Linked DNA regions of Mus musculus: region 1 is linked to region 2. Evidence: chromatin contacts called from public HiChIP or PLAC-seq data. All regions are on one chromosome and are shown on one strand. The core of a region is the stretch at or near the end of the contact, and the rest is flanking DNA. Distances in the headings are between cores, read along the strand shown. Region 1 holds the start of Dnajc12 (DnaJ heat shock protein family (Hsp40) member C12). Region 2 holds the start of Tysnd1 (trypsin domain containing 1).

Region 1 (2,731 bases), core at 130-2,629, 1.7 Mb before region 2:
ACATAATTTTTAAATAAAAATGTATGTGTAGTAGGATATTTCTTTAAACTAATTATAACTATCGATGTTTAAAAAAAAATTGGCTTTGTGGCTAAGCATGGTGGCACATGCCTTTAATCCCATCACCTATGAGGCAGAGGCAAGTTATGTCTGTGAACCATGGCCAACTTGATCTACATGCTGAGATGGTGAGTTCCAAGCCAACTCTGTCTCAAAAACAAAAACAAAACAAAACAAACAAAAAAGTAATGCAGGCTATATGACAGAGTAAGTATCCCTACTCAGCCAAATAGAACCCAAATGCACATACATATATACATACAGGCATGCATGCATGCACATAAAACAAAAATAATAAGTCTTTAAAAGAATAACACATTTGGCTGGGCGTGGTGGCTCACGCCTTTAATCCCAGCACTCGGGAGGCAGAGGCAGGCGGATTCCTGAGTTCGAGGCCAGCCTGGTCTATAAAGTGAGTTCCAGAACAGCCAGGGCTATACAGACAAACCCTGTCTCGAAAAAAAAAAGAATAACACATTTGTCTCAAGTATATGATGTCTAAGGGAAGCATTACTTTCTTTAAAAGAAAAATCTCCCACCAGATATGACATCTAACTTGATTTGATTTGAAATTATAATGGTATTTAATACCATTTGAGGTTATAATGGTACTATAAAATCCATGAGACTTTCTCTGAACGAGGAGACTACAGACAGGGGGCCCCGCCTCCTGAGCTCTAAATCGCAGCCTTTACTTAGGCAGTGGCTCTCAACCTTCCTAATGCTGCGACTCTTTAGTACAGTTCCTCACGTTGCGGTAACCCCCAACCATAAAATTATTTCGTTGCTACTTCATAACTGTAATTTTGCTGCGTTTATGAATTGTAATTAAAAATATTTGATGTGCAGGATATCTGATATGCGACCCCAAGTCCGTAGCAACCCACAGGTTGAGAACCGCTGCTCTAAATAAATAAAAACTGTATGTGGTCCCTCTCCCAGCTAATACTTTGAAGTTCGGAGTCCTTTCCTCAAATTAACCAGCAAGCATTTTAATCCTTCACTTTCTCCGAGCCGAAACTCCTTCCAAATGGTACGAGGTTGGAGTTCCAGGAGACGTGGCTGATCTCAAAGGCGACCTGGTGAGAACCTGCAACCCTGCTTACCGAGGAGAGCTCATCGCATCCCAGCAAGGCGTAGTAGTCCTCGCTGCCCTCCGGCCTGTAGTTCAGTATCGCGTCCATTTACAGCGGATGAGTCAGTCCTCTCCGACGCCACCGACACTGTGAGCTCCGGGGCGACAGCAAAGCTCTTTACATTTCAGCAGGACTTTCCAAACCAGCGAGCACCCAGACGTCAAGCCAGCCCTTTGCAAACACAGCTTCTCATTGGCTGTTTGCCCAGGATCGAGCCTGCCATGCGGGGCTGCTGGGATCTGTAGTTTGGGGTTTGTTGTTGCTGTTGGGTTTTTTGTTGCTGTTGTGTTTTGTTGTTGTTGTTGTTGTTGTTGTTGTTGTTGTTGCTGCTGCTGCTGCTGCTGCTGCTGCTGCTGCTGCTGCTGCTGCTGCTGCTGCTGCTGGTGATGCTATTGTTTGTCGTTGATGTTGTTTTGGTTTGGTTTGGTTTGCTCTTTACTTTTTGCTTTCATTGAAAAAATTTGTTTCATACAATATATATTCTGATTATGGTTCCCCGGTCCCAACTCCTCCCAGATCCTCCCCTCTCCTTCACTCACCCAACATCTCGCCTTTTTTTTTCCCCCTTCTCTCGTTAGAAAACAAATTTTAAAAACTAAAATAAAAGAATTTAGAGAAAAATAATGGAAGAAACACATGCAAACAAAATCTATAAAATTAAAAACACGGGCTGGAGACATGGCTCAGCGGTTAAGAGCACTGACTACTCTTCCAAAGGTCCTGAGTTCAATTCCCAGCAACCACATGGTGGCTCACAACCATCTGTAATGGGATCTGATGCCCTCCCTCTTCTGATGTGTCTGAAGACAGCTACAGTGTACTCACATATATAAAATGAATGAATTAATCTTTAAAAAAAATTAAAAACACAAACTGGGAAACCATAACATACCAGCAGAAGGCCAGTAATTTTTTTTTATGCAATATAAAACAAAAAGGCTTTAAAAAATACCATTGTCAGCAACCACATGGTGGCTCATAACCATCCATAATGAGATCTGATGCCCTCTTCTGGTGTGTCTGAATACAGCTACAGTGTACTTACATATAATAAATAAATAAATCTTTTTTAAAAAATACCATTGAGTTTGTTCTGTGTTACCCGTTTCCTGCTGGGCACGGAGCCCACCCTTAAGTGTGCCTAATATACCCAGTGAGACCCCGCTACAGAGAACTACTTTTTCCTTGATGATATCAACTGAAGATGGCTTGTTGGTTAGGGATGGGAGGCCATCTCTACTTCCCCTCTCAGTGCTGGGACCTCATCTGGCTTGAACACGGACAGGCCTGTGTGTGCTCTCACAGTCTCTGTGAGGTCCTATGTGCCTCGGTGGAGTTTGAGTATTGACATGGTGATTTTTTTTTTTCCTATTAGCTAATCGGAAGTCAGTTTTGACAATTTAGTGTAAAACTGTTACTAATTTATTGTACCTCTGTTACTTGGATAGTTTTTTTTTTAACCTATTTTTTTAAGAGACAGAAGAAAATGTGAAGCAAGTTTTTAAGATTTGGTCAATTAGAAAGATACTTTTCCA
Region 2 (2,700 bases), core at 70-2,569:
AGATCCCCTCACTGGAGTCCTGGTTGTCAAATATGAACTGAGGTCTCTAACACTGGGGGCCTGGTGAGGGCGGGCAGTCCTGAGTCTTACTTGGGTGTAGCGGAGTGTACCAACACCCTGGCTGCTTCCCGGGGTGCCACATGGCGACAGGTGACCACCAGGCGAGGCGCCACGACCACTCCGGAGCCCCACACGGTACCACACTCCACCAGCACCGCCGCGGCCGCCCACGGGGGTCCGAGATCGCGCAGAGGCAGGCCCCGTGGCGTGCTCACATCGGGTGGCGGCAGCAGCACAGACAGGGAAGCGGAGCCGGGGTGCAGACGGGCGAGCGCCCAGCGGGCAACCTGAAGCAGCGGGGCGGCGGCGCACAGCAGCGTGAGGCCCACCCACTCGCGGGCCTTCCAGCAGAGCGGCGCGGCCACCAGAGCCACCAGCGCACCCGCAGGTCGAGCGGCGAACACTCCGCCGCCTTCCGTGCCCGGCAGGCAGCGCGCGTCGGTGAGCAGCAGCGGCCCGGCCGCGTTGCTGAGCACGCCGCGGCTCAGCGTGTTGAGGAAGATGTCCGGGCAGAAGGCACCGAACGGAGAGCCACAAGCCAACAGCGGTGCGCCCTTGACCACGGCCCCGAGCGGTGCCACGGTCACCACCGGTCCGCGCCTCTCCTCCGCCGCCGCGCCCCGCTGCACCCGCAGCAGGGCGAACCAGCCGAGCGCGCGCAGCTGGTCCTCCTCTTCCTCCTCCGAAACCGCATCGTCGGGCGCCGAGCTTACGAAGTGCCATTGATCGACCGCATCGGCCCCGAAGAGCCGAGCGAAATGCGAGCGGAAGGCCGGGCAGCTGAGCAGCAACAGCAGCTGCGCTGGTCGCGGGGGCTGCAGAGGCCGCGCGCGGGCCCGGCTCGGGGCGCCGGGTTCGAGGCCCAGGCTTGCGCACTGAGGCGTGCACAGCCCCGGGAGTTCCTGATCCGCGCGACCGGCAGGGCTGGCAGCCGTGGGTCCCCACTGCACGTGGAGACGTAGGTCATCGCTGCAACTGTCGCCCGGCAGGAAGGCGGTGCCCGTCTGGGTCAGCGCCGCGCTGCCCGTCCGCAGGAAGGGGGTAAAGATGCCTCCGTGGCACAGCACTAGGCCTGGGTTACGGCTCAGAATCACCCCGCTGCAGCTCCACGAGCCCGCGTCAGGCTGTCCGGCCCGCGAGGCGCTCACCACGCAGCCCGCCTGCTCCGCCACTCTCATAGAGGGTCCCCATTGCCGCCCCATGGCTTCCCCAAGACGTCGCACAACGGCTGTCACCACAGGGCGACTGGCGCAAACTCTGACTCAGGCCTCCTTGCCGAGCCCGATTGGCTAAACCTCAAGCGACCGCTCTTATTGGTTGGGCACAGCGCCGAGTCCTGATTGGCTATTGATGCTACTCCTCGTTTGCTAATCCTCCTTTCCCCGCCCTCTTAATTTAGCCAGCCTAGGAATCCTTGGGTTTGGGGTGGCGGGGTGGAGGGGCGGGGGAAGAGGTGAAAAGAAACCTCCTGAGACACAGACGTGAAGCGTCACAGGGAAACCGACAAGGGCGACACTCCCCAGTCGAATCTCGTACTTGACCGGCATCTAACTGTACCCTACAGCCACTGCACGGATGTAAGCAACCTCCGTCTCTTGACAGTGGAACAATATGGGCCAAGGGAACCCTTGGTTGATTCAGTACGTACATTCATACATACATGTGTTTATTCTGGATTTTCGAGATAGGGTTTCTCTGCTTGGTGCAGGAACTCGAGCTGCAGACTAGGATGGCCTCGAACTCGGGATCTACCAGTTTCTACCTCCCAAGCCACCAAACCCCGATCTACTTAAAAAATTTTGTAAATCCTACAACAATCCACTAGGGGGCATGCGACTCACAAAATTGCTCCTAGGACAGTTACTAAAATTCCTAAATACATAAATTGTTTTGAAAGTGGCACAGGGTGCCACTTTTTGGCCCACACTGGCATCGAACTTCGGCAGTTCTTCTGCCTACATCCTCCCTAGAGTCCAGGGATTACAGTTTTACTTTACCCATGGGTTATTTAACCATGTATTATACAACCTTTCACACGACATGTCTAACCACCACTCCGGATTTATGTTAGGTCAGGGCAAATACTTTGAAAGTACAGACTGAACTAGTTCAGGTTTTGTGGGCTATAAAATCATCACTTCCAAATATTCAGCATATAACCCAGTCTCGTAATTCGAATTTCATAACAGCTCATCTCCTCCACCATTTACAAGTGTAAAAATCAAGACTGGAGAGGAGGGCTCAGCACTTAAGAGCTCTAAGCACTTACAGCTCTAAGCATGGACCTTAGTTTGGTTCCCAGCACCCACATGGTACCTTACAGTTGCTTGTAATTATAATTCCAGGATATTCAATACTCTCGTCTGGCATCTGCTGTCCCCTGAACTCATGACTCAGGCAGGCAAACACGTACACATAAAATATAGTATTAAAAAGTTCCTCACTTTCCAAGGACAGGTGGGCATGAACAGGTATGTTTGGAGAGACTTCATGAATCTCTCTAAAGTATATTAATGGTTTTTGGTTTGGTTTGGCTTGGTTTTTCGAGACAGGGTTTCTCTGTGTAGCCCTGGCAGTCCTGGAAATCACTCTAGACCAGGCTGGCTCAGAAATCGGCCTGCCTCTGCCTCTAGAGTGCTG

Evidence for each region. HiChIP or PLAC-seq counts read pairs in DNA pulled down with a chosen protein or histone mark.
Region 1: a contact with region 2 is called in an H3K27ac HiChIP or PLAC-seq map of thymic regulatory T cells, with 8 times the contacts expected there. The contact joins the promoter of Dnajc12 here to the promoter of Tysnd1 in region 2. A contact is called at or near these places in 1 of 39 promoter capture datasets (pre-B cells), 1 of 484 Hi-C or Micro-C datasets (CD4 T cells) and 1 of 115 datasets of contacts at active chromatin or transcription factors (thymic regulatory T cells).

What each region holds. Positions count from the first base shown.
Region 1 is chr10:63,385,211-63,387,941 of GRCm38.p6, reverse strand. It overlaps Dnajc12 (DnaJ heat shock protein family (Hsp40) member C12), which reads right to left and starts at 1,379. Exons shown (of 5, transcript NM_013888.3): 1 at 1,167-1,379. The coding sequence starts at 1,244.
Region 2 is chr10:61,694,133-61,696,832 of GRCm38.p6, reverse strand. It overlaps Tysnd1 (trypsin domain containing 1), which reads right to left and starts at 1,319. Exons shown (of 4, transcript NM_027912.1): 1 at 91-1,319. The coding sequence starts at 1,262.